Linked DNA regions of Anas platyrhynchos: region 2 is linked to region 1. A link is a contact called in public Hi-C data. All regions are on one chromosome and are shown on one strand. Each heading gives the region's core, a stretch centred on a gene start, on an enhancer-like site or on the middle of the called end of the contact. The rest is flanking DNA. Distances are from core to core; before and after follow the strand shown. Region 1 overlaps PAG1 (phosphoprotein membrane anchor with glycosphingolipid microdomains 1). Region 2 overlaps ZNF704 (zinc finger protein 704).

Evidence for each region. A called contact is a pair of places that touch in the nucleus more often than the background predicts.
Region 2: a contact with region 1 is called in a Hi-C map of subcutaneous adipose tissue, with 4 times the contacts expected there. The contact joins two enhancer-like sites. A contact is called at or near these places in 5 of 8 Hi-C or Micro-C datasets (F1 follicle, liver, skeletal muscle and 1 more).

What each region holds. Positions count from the first base shown.
Region 1 is chr2:29,792,873-29,798,143 of IASCAAS_PekinDuck_T2T, reverse strand. PAG1 (phosphoprotein membrane anchor with glycosphingolipid microdomains 1) reads right to left here. Exons shown (of 9, transcript XM_072034497.1): 4 at 38-249. The coding sequence starts at 162. Among named protein-coding and RNA genes, the nearest start is that of ZNF704, 45 kb to the left of the region's middle. Within about 2 kb of position 3,418, at least 1 of the 8 cell types and tissues checked has an H3K27ac peak or open chromatin away from gene starts, as enhancers often do.
Region 2 is chr2:29,936,586-29,942,241 of IASCAAS_PekinDuck_T2T, reverse strand. It overlaps ZNF704 (zinc finger protein 704), which reads right to left. Exons shown (of 9, transcript XM_038174710.2): 9 at 5,417-5,656. Among named protein-coding and RNA genes, the nearest start is that of ZBTB10, 68 kb to the left of the region's middle. Within about 2 kb of position 2,936, at least 3 of the 8 cell types and tissues checked have an H3K27ac peak or open chromatin away from gene starts, as enhancers often do.

The DNA of each region.
Region 1 (5,271 bases), core at 2,169-4,668:
GAGAAGTGTTATTGCTTCCTAAGCTCCCAAGCCATACCTGTTGCAGCTGGAGCAGAGGAAGATGAGGAAGGTGAGGAACAGGAGTGTTGTCACAGCTGCCAGGCTTCCCCACAGGATGATGTGGACCCGTCCACTGCTGAAGAAGCCACCGTCTGGTCCCATGATACTAGCAGGAGCTGGTGTCACTTGGGGATGGAGAGGTTACTCCTTGGAGAAGGCTGGCATCTGTGCTGAACGCAGCTTCTGTTTCTGCAGAAAGAAGAACATCTTTGGAAGTTAGCACAGATTTTGAAGATAATGAATCTGACAACTCCAAATCTGACGGGAGAGGTTTTCAAAACCAGATCTTACAAAAAAACAGTTTTGACTGCAAGACAGCCAGCCAAAGATATTTTCAGCTACGTTTCTGATGGTGACATAGAACAAACTTTGTTAAGTATTAACACAAGCTGTTATGTATCTACAATCTCAACATGAATAAAATGTAGCACAACATCTCCGTACTCACACTTTGAAGAAGAAAGTTTATAAATCCATTTCAAGGACCAGAGCAGTCTATTTTGCAATGTTATTTGTTAACTTCATTGAAAAGTGAGCTTTTGAAAACAACTTCTGCAAAGTTAACACAACATAATTGCAGCAGGACTTTACCTCCTTCTCTTGTCTCCTGCCTCCATGGGATTTGGTGTTTCAAGTACAATGATAAGAAAGTTAGATAAGATTTTAAAAGGAATAATGCAAAAATCTTTCTCACAGCAGATCAGATCTAGTCTTTTAATCTGTTTCTATGTGCGGTACTTATTTTCTTAATAGTCAGTCTGAAGAGTGGTCTGAAGAGTAGTAATATTGATTTTTATTTTTATTTTTTTGCTTTTCTCCAACTAAATAGACACTTAAGATAACAACTAATGAGAAAAATAGACACGGTGTTTTTTAGAACTTGAACAAACACAACTTTTGCTACAGCACAGCAGCCCCTGCAGACACTTCCTGGGTTAACAGCATTTACAATCCATAAGTTTTGTTATTCAATATGTTCTAAACTCTTGTACATATTGTTAATATAACATACTGTCGACATATGGCAAAATTAAAAAAAAAAAGAAAAGAAAAAAAAGAAAAAAAATCTTTCATTCTGCACAGCTGAAGATATCTCTTTCTCCATAATTTAAAAATAAGTAATACAATTGCAGACTTTCAGCCTTATTTTGGGATTGATAAACTCTCAGGTAGAATACAATGGTCAAGAAAGGAGTAGTTATCTTATGGGAATAAAAAAAGCATGCCAAACATAAGACTGAATAATGACTTAAATCAACACGAGTTACTTTCAAATTTTCAGCTACATTTCTGATGGTGACAGAGAAAAAACCTTGTCAGATATTAATACAAAATATACTTTAATTGTATGTATATATTTTTGTTTATGCAAGTTTATGCATATCAAATATGTATGTACAAATGTATATATATTTCTACAGCATCAGAAGCACATTTTTTTAATAACAAATTCAATTTGGTACCAACATCATATCTGTATCAAAAACCACTATGTCACCATTTTGTTACTAAAATATTATGAGAAAAAAGTTTAATTTCTAGAAAAATGCCAGTCACATCAAAGGAAATCTGTTGAGTCAGCAGAATAAAAAACCAAGTTATTTTATTATGTAGAAAGTAATGTTTCTGTTCCCATGCAAAATTGGTTCATTGATTTCCATCATGCAGGATCAGACTTCCAGACACCTTCTAAAAAGAACCAATTCTAACCAATTTCTCCATGGTGAAAACAAATTTTAAGTTATTAATGATATTGCAGTAGCTTGAAGAGGTGAGAAACAAACATGGAATTTATTAATTTTTCTGAGGCATTCTAGCCATGTCCAATTTACCCTGGTTTGCATTTGTTGTGGGGAACAGAGAATATGAGGAATAATCTGAAAAAGACCAAAAGATGTAGAAGTTTATGAAAGAATAAAAAAGTTGCTGGTCCTAGGAAGATAGGCATCAAAGCATAGTTGAGTATTTCTGGTTTGGCCAAGCAACTGGAAAGTCAGATAATCTGTGACTTTACAAAACCCATAAATACAAAGGATGGGGAGGGAGCAGCAGGTGTCACATGTTGTCCAAGTGCTGGATATGTTTTACTCATAATTTTGAGTAGCAGTAAGTGCCCAACAGCATTTTAGTTGTCTTCTTTCTTAGTTTTCTCAATAAATAAGCATATAAATTTAGAGAACATGAATGAGGAAAAATAAAAATCCATATTTTTTTCAAATATTAGGCAAAAAAAGGTAAGAAGAATAGAGATTTCAAAGTATGTTTCTGAAAACAGAAATACGTGGTTATTTGTTTTTTGGAGCAGGCATAAAGTTGTCTTGAATGATATTTACTCTGTAGAGCAATACTGTTCTCCTGTCAAAAGACTAAGTGATATGGCAAAAGCTAACACAGCAGAAAAAGTTTCTCTACATATAAGGCTGCTGGCCTTTAAATACAGACAATACTGGAGCTAGGGAAAGCTAAGGATGCATGGTGTAAAGACACACAGGAAAGCTGCATCCCTTGAAAACTTCAGCACAATTAGGAAGTTGTGCAATGAGCAGAAGCTTTTTAAGCTGAGCTTAAAAAGAAGTGAGATCACAGAGAGAGCCAAGGGAGAGAGATGTGTGAGTGCCAAGACGTGCAAGACTGAAGCCAGAAATGAGAAACCCCACCAGGCAGAAGCCAAATGGAGGAAAGCAAATGACCAAGGACAGAAACTGTACTTGTTCTGCAGTGAAAGGCCAAGAATGCAGACACCAAAGCTTTGACTGTAAATTGAGAGAAAAAGGTCAGAAATGGTCAAGTGCTGTGGCATTTCTAGCTCCTGGAGGAGTTTGGCATCTGTGCAAAAGGACCTGGAAGCTGCTCAACAGTTCTGCTTTAAGTACAGAACAGCAACAAGTAAATATAATTATAATACAAACAAAGCATGTGTATTCATCCTGTGTTGAAGACAGCACCCTTCTCAGGCGGTGCCATCAGAGGACTCAATGCCTGTTCAATGCCTCCCAAACTATGAGGCTAAAACAGTTTTCATTCAGGCAGGTGCATTTGACACAGGAAAGCTTCTGGAAGCTGGACAAGCACCCACCAACTACCATGACCAGCGTGGGACAGAAACCTGACAGAGGACAGTGAAAATACAACGGACTCATCTGCTTCCACTTGGGCAATGCCTGGGCACTAAAAGGTTAATATGCAGTTAATATAATGGATTTTGGAGTTGCTTCAGAAGCTAGTTTTAAGCAGAAACTTACTTGCAATCATGACTATGGAACAATAAGCAGCTAATGTCAAAAATCTCCTAGACACCTGAAATGGTTAACTACTGCTTTCACAATAAAAAGTTATATTGTGCTGCCCTCTGGTGAGGCTTTCTGTTAGGGGAAAGGTATTTGTGCCTGCTGTCCTCACGGCTATGGCTCGTGTGATGGTGCTTCAGAGGTGAACAAAACCCTGCTGCTAAGGATGGAGTTTCACAGAGTCTGTCATCTGCCTGGCTCGAAAAAATATCCTGATACCACCCTTGAAAGACTGCCAGACTTGAATAGCTTAACCTTGCAGGGAGACACCGCTGGGACAGGATAATGGTCAGCTGAACTGACTTTTTTCAGTATGTGAAGATCTTTGAAGATGATTTCTGTAGTTGCACTCTTTCCAGAAAAAGGCAAGGGTATCTTTCTTCAGAAATCTCAAGTTACTAGTGACACCAAAGTCGTCGTCGTCGTCGTCGTCCCCCAAAAAAAAAAAAAAAAAAAAAAAAGACTAATAAAGACAGACCTGGGGTACCTGGATAAGAAAACTTATTTCATCTAGGGCAAAGTGCCAATGATGGCTTGTGTTCACATTTCAAAATCATTATCAGTTCAGAAAACTAATTCTTACATTATATTGAACAGAATTTCTCCTTCTTGTTGGAACTTTCTCTTGCTTTTTAGACATCAATATTTACCATTAGTGGAATCTATACAACAAAAAACACCCATAGCCATTTCTTCAAAATTGCAGTTAAATGCACAATTATGTTTGTAGTTTCAGAAAGAGGGATATTTCACTACATGACCCGCACTTTTACTGTGAATAATGTGTTGTTTTTCCTTACGAGTGCTGTAGGGATAAAGCACAGCTCAGGCATTTCAGAGTGAGGACAGAAGGGTACAACGTGCAAGCAATTTGAACGTGAGATATACAAAAGAGCGTGGGAAGGCTGCAATTTTTGGGAATGCATAGAGTGAGAACGTCAGCTCACGAGGGAGCTGCTGCAAAAGCTTGGATCGAGACCTGGACTCCTTTCAAGCCTGGGGATGGCCAGATCCTGTGCATGCAGACCCGGTGGCCTGGGAGGCACAACAGGAGATGATGGCGTGTGCCTGTGCCCACTGCCAGGGCTGAGGCTCTCCATGGGCACTTCTCCCACCAACCATGCCTTCAGTGTCTTCTCACTGCTTCTGGGCTTTGCCACCATTTCATTCATGTCCCGTTACAAACCACATTAGGCCCATGTTTCAATCAGCTTCCATGGGGAAATGGGTGGGAAAAGCCAATGGCTCCGCATTTCTGGTTTCCTTCATGAATTATAGATAGAGTCTAGGCAAGGGAAGAAATTGTTCTGACAACTGAATGACTTTGGATGTGAAAACCCAAACGCGAGAGGACAGGAGAGACACTGGGATGGCTCAGGATCACAGCTCTCTGTCCTGAGCTGTCAGACCAGGAGCTTCGTGGGCCTGCCCCTGTGTTGAGCTTCCCTCTCAGGCTGCAAGGCCTCCTCGCACTCACTTCTCCTGCCCACTTCTCCCATTGCCTGTACCTCCAGTTACTATGATAGCATCCCTAAACTATAAAACAGTTTAGTCACATCATCTGGGTTGGAAGATCCCCTCCACCCTACTAGTGCAGACCTAGGAGGGACTGGGGAGAGTGGGGAAGAAGGCCTTGGAGGTGCGAGTATCATCATGGATGTAGCTCGCTTTATCCTTTAGTGCTATCTGGAAGTGGCTCCTCAGCGTTTCCTTTCTGCAGCTTGCCACAGCTGGTGGACTCCTGATAGCAAAACTTCACACAATGCCCAAATTTTGGCATGCCATCAAGGCTACACCTGCCCCTGCATGGGCAAAATAATTCGGCCAAACTTTTCACAGGTATCTCCTACTGCAGATCATGGCATGAAGTCTGAGAATCAGAATATAGGGGGTCCTTTTGACCTCATGCCCCTGTGCTAGAAAT
Region 2 (5,656 bases), core at 1,687-4,186, 140 kb before region 1:
GAATTTCCCAGCGATGGATCCAGTAATTCTCCAGCTTGCACTTGGGGTAACAGCACCCTGCTTGCTTATATCCCCTCTGCAGGTTTAACTAGACACAGCGTGCGATTTACCTCCCACTGGAGCTCGCCACGTGGAAAAACGATACCTTTGTGTTCCTGAAACGCTCTCTAATCCTTCTAGATTAAATATAGGTGGTGGGCACCTGAAAGGAAACAGAGAAAGCGTCTGAACAGACTGAGCACAGCCTTGAGTCTCCAGGCGATGAAAAGAGAGAAGCCCTCGCATATGTTACTGAAACTTGACTCCTGATGAAACATGCAGCACACCGGCTCGAGATCACACCTTGAGATCAGAAGAGAAGACATCAAAAGGCGAGGCAGACCTCAGCCTGTCTATCTTGTTCCCTCCCTTTATGGCCGAGTACGCCGCAGCTGGGGGATTGGAGCCCGGTGTACCCTAAGAGATCGGGCCCCTGAGGGATCTCTGGGCTCCTGGCAGCTGGAGGCTGCCTGTGGGGTTGTGACAGCCCAGGGGGGCTGAGCTGCTGCAGGAGCCCCTCTGCTTTGTGTCGCTCACACAGGGAGGAGCAGCATCGAAATTTACACCTTGCATATCTCCCCTCGGTGTTGAACAAAATCTGACTAATCTGAAAATGAAAAAAAGAGCACCGCTGCCCAGCAAAAAACAGCCCACAGAGCTTTCACCACTTTCTTTCTTCCCTCGAGCAGATCACAGCAGCCTCAAATCACCTTGTCCCCTCCCTCCCTTTGACATCCGTGTGCCAGGCATCCAGCCCCGTGGGTCAGCTCCCAGGGGAGCAGGCTGCCCTTCGGAGCTCCTGGAGGGCCTCCACGGTCTGTGTGATGCCTTCAGGTAATGCTCCCCAGCACTTGCAGGCATTCGTCAGCTTGCTGATGCTAATGCTGCGAGAACCCTTATCAGATGTATTTATTACCAGGGTTGTTAATGTTTTGGGAGGGCACGGGCTGGCTTGGGTTCAAAGGAGGACCACGAGAATGGAAAAGAAGCCCTGAAGGAGCTTATTCCAGGAGCTCCGCACTAACGCACCTTGCTAAGGCGGAGGTTGGTACGGGGTGTGGGTACTGACAGCCTATGTTAAAAAGGTTAAAGAAGACATTTTCCATTTTTCACAGAATCACAGAATGACAGAATTTCTAGGTTGGAAGAGACCTCAAGATCATCGAGTCCAACCTCTGACCTAACACTAACAGTCCCCACTAAACCATGTCCCTAAGCTCTACATCTAAACGTCTTTTAAAGACTTCCAGGGATGGTGACTCCACCACCTCCCTGGGCAGCCCGTTCCAGTGCCTCACAACACTTTCAGTAAAGAAATTCTTCCTAAGATCCAACCTAAACCTCCCCTGGCACAACTTTAGCCCATTCCCCCTCATCCTGTCACCAGGCACAAGGGAGAACAGACCAACCCCCACCTCTCTACAGCCTCCTTTAAGGTACCTATCCCTCCTGTTCCTCCAGTGTTCGCTTTGAAGAATGAAGATGAGATTCCTTGGGTCAACATTTTTCATACACTTACAGTGCAGGAACACACCTCAGAAAAACCCTGTGGCCTAAAACCAGGGACATAATTAGGTCTTCCTCTCTGTAGTTCATGTTCTTGTGTGAAATTCCGACTATAACTTCTGAGTAAAAGCAAGACGTCGGAGAGAGCTTTCCTTTTACAACACTTTTACTGGGAGCCGAGCCCGCCCGCCCCGCAGCAGGCAGAAAGGATTTGGTGAAGGATGCGCAGCTTTGCCTAGGCTTCAGGGACTCACACTGGAGACATGAAGTGGAAAACTGGAAAATGAGGTGGCAAAAAGTGCGTGTTTTTACCTAAATACGCAGCAGTGGGACAGTCAGTCACACGGCAAGGAGGCGTGTGCTGCACCGGGTCAAAGGGGAAGAGCCCAGTGGGGGATTATTGGGGGATAACCGCAGGCAAGCAGCACAAGTTTGATAAGGGAGCTGCTGGCAATATGCAGCAGAGGTAGGAAACTACAAGGAACAGAAATGAGAATAAAATGCAAATAGAAGAGATCCTTCGATCCGTCTGGCTTTCTCCCGGTATAACAGGATTATTTTGTCACCCCTGTACTTCGTTTCCCTTCCGCTTTCATCTCGCTTTCCTCTGGTGACTTCCCAGTTCCTCTGCCCCGACACCACACCGGGGGCTGGCTCGAAATGCGAAACACCTCCCGTGAGGGACTGCACTTCTCATTTTACCGCCGATTTTGGGAAGCAGCAGAAGAGGTGGTGGAGGGAGGAGCTCTGAAAGTCCCCCCGCGTAGCGAGCCACATGGCTTGGTCAGCCCCAAATGCCCAGACTCCTGGCCACCATTCTGGGTGAAATCATAAACATTTAGAGAAAAGAAAACCCGAGAAAGGAGTAGCCTGGGAACTGAGCCTGGGAGCGGGGTTTTCAGAATGTTTTTTGGGAAATTTCTGATTTTTACCAAAGCCAAGGAAGTAAGAACCATTTCCCTTTCTCCCTCCATCCCTTACTCCGTATCCTCTTTGCTTTCGCGGGTCAAGAGGTCCATGCCCAGAAGGAAGGAACCCGGCCCTTTCTAAACAGGACATCATCTGAGTCCCCTCACAGAGACCTCGGCTCTTCAGCACTTCAAAAAGCCGGGTCGGTCCCGGCTCAAAGCTCGGGCTAAAAGTGGCGACGTGAGTCACCGCCTTGCTGGTTTCGTACCTCAAGCATGAGGGGAAAAACCAGCAGTGCTCTTCCTGGCGACACCGAAACGAATTTGGCACCGCCCCTGGGGGAGAGGCAGAGCACCCTTTGTACTCAGTGCTTGCAGTGCATGGCCAGCTCACCCCAATTTCCCCATCCTCGCCTGCTGTTGACTCTCCCCGGGTCTTTTTGGCGGCTGCAGCTTCGCGGCGGGCCACGCGGGGTCAGCACTGGATCAGTTTGCAGCTCCGGAGAGGGGTCCCCAGCTCCTCCCTGGCGTCCCTGCACGGCTTTAACCTCTTCTCTGCTAAAAACCGGCTGCCTTCTAGTTATTTTTCCTCCTTTTCCCCCCTCATTTTCTCATTTTTAAAAGAGTTTGGGGAAATCGGTCTCTAAAACAATTTTATGTATAAAATATAAATATACATTATTATTCTACGTTACATGCTGCTTATGACATTATGACACAAAGCTAAGCATTCTGCAAAGCTCCCAGCTCAGAAGCCTGGGAGGGAAAGGTCAGTCTGCTTTAGCCAAACAGGGGCTGCTCACATGCTACTCAAAAATACTGAAGGTGGAGTTTGGTGGATCACTGATCTGCAGTCGGATTTAGGCACCTGGATCTATGCCATAAGGTTGGTTAAAAACAAGCCTGGTAGTTTAAGCCAGACCTTGGCAGTGTTTCCTCCCTTTCTCCCTGTCCATAAGGGGTTTGTTTTGTTTTATTTTATTGTTGTTGTATTTTGTTCTACAGCTTGGCAAAAAGAACCAAGGGCTTGCTTCAGAGCAGGACGCGATACTACAGAGGCAAAGCTAAACCAAAGGGTGATGAGAAATTTGCTCATCATTTGTCTTGCCTCAAAACAAACGTGTTTGAAAGTTCTTCTTCTCCTTCCTCAACAATTATAAGTGAAAAAAAATAAATTAAATTAAAAAAAAAATCATTTATTCATGTTGGTATCATCTGGGGATAAAGCAGGAAAGTGTAACTGAGGAAGGTGCAAGTTCCCTCTCTCCCTCTCCCCCTCTGTTCCAAGGCTAAATTTAGAACATAAATCTTAGCATAATGTTTACTTTTTATTTTGCTAGCCAAAAGGAAAAATGTAGCTTGGTCTTCAAACCAATCAGGCTGTTTTTATAACCTAAATATTTGTCTTGGCACCGTAAAAAAGAGTGGGTGGGAGGGGGAGAAAAAAGTTGGCAGCTTGAGCAAATGAAATAGAAAATAATGCGTCCAATTAAGGGGCACCACAATGATATTGCCATTCCTTAGGTAGCATTTTCGTTGCTGAAAGGTTGTTTCCAGTGTTACAGGTTCCCAGCAGGAACAAAGAAGCAAGGTTATAACGCAATGATTCTCTAACACCACATTTGGAGAGTAGGTCTCAAAGGTGCTGGTATTAAAATAAAAAAAAAAAAAAAAAAAAAAAAAAAAGATGATGGCAACACTGTAAGTATAAAATGCATGGGATATTTCAAGAAAAAAATGTTTTCTTGCAGTGAAGAGTATTTGAAGCCCAAATTTGAACTTAGTGAACTATTTTATCTAAAGAAACGAGGGTCCCTTCCAACTCAGGATATTCTATGATTCTATGATTCTATGTTAGAGGAAGTTACTGATGCCTGCAGAGAAGGTTTCATTCTGGCTCAGAGTTTCTAAAGGAAGGACACGAGGGCACGAACTATTTTCTAACCCAAATGCACATAAGGCAGTCACTTCTGAAAGCTGTTTGGAATTAATTCAAAATGGGACAGAGCCTGTGCAAAGGGGAGAGGAGGGAGTGTAGGTATTCAGCTCTGCATTAAACTGAAACCCTTTTCCTTTAATGCTTCTGCTTTGTACAGTCCTTAAACCACGCTCTTTGCACAAAGCTAACTGCAGTGGTCGGCACGCCTGCCTTTAGAAACACCACTCACAGCAGAGATTGTTGCCTTTTAGGGTGGCATTTAATTAGTGGGATTTAGTCTGAAATACCAATGAAACACTTCCTTGCTGATTATGGCTTCACAATCTCTTCCTTTTGTTATCTAGATGAGTCAGCTGTAGGACCACCTGGTGGCAGGTCCCTACTGACACAGCTTTGGGTACCACCCGGCAGGAGGGGGTCTCTGAAGGCGAGACTCCTCCAACAGAAGCACCAAGGAGCTCCTCTCACTGCAGCAGTGCCTGCTACCTCTGCCGGGCTTGGAGATCTTCCTGAGGAGAGATGGACGGCTGTTGGTGCATGTGTGTGGTGAGGAGGTGTTGCTGGAAGGGAGAAAAATAAGAACAGAAGAGTGATTAAACCGCTCATTAAATTTAATAGCCCTGCTATTTATATTGGAGTTGGCTTTGCAGCAGAGGGTAGGAATGCATTAGCCAAAGGAAAATCTAAATATGACCTAACAAAGCGAAGGGAGTTGAGAATTTGGACAGAAACAGTATTAATTTTTACTTTTATTTTTTTTAATCCCCACAAACTACTCGCTGTTTCGGGAATGTCTCTCCAACTTGTGAGTTCAAAGCAGTAGCTTCATTAGCTCTCCCGTGAGGAAGGCTTATTCTGCTCAGACTGATCCCTGTCTATCAGGAGCGCTCCTTCACGTGCACGGGGAAGGAAGTCGGTCCCGTTTGTAATGAAGTCTGTGCAAAGGCTGCTGTGGACTTGGGCAGGTTCTCGGTTATGTGCTAGCACTCGTGGCTGTGAAAGAACTGAGTTTCACACAAACAAGTTGCAAAGTAGTACATACGGGTTTTATTACATGAATAATTGGACATACTCCTTGGTAATTGGTTACAAGTGCATTTCATTAATGTTCTGTGGACATCATAACAGTCGGAATATCTCAGCTGAACAGTCAGTATTTGGCTGAATTCAAGCCAGTGCAATTCATGACATAACCATAAACAGGAAATTACAGGTCTACAATGAGGTTAGACTAGATAGAGAGCAACAGCATATTTATTGTCAC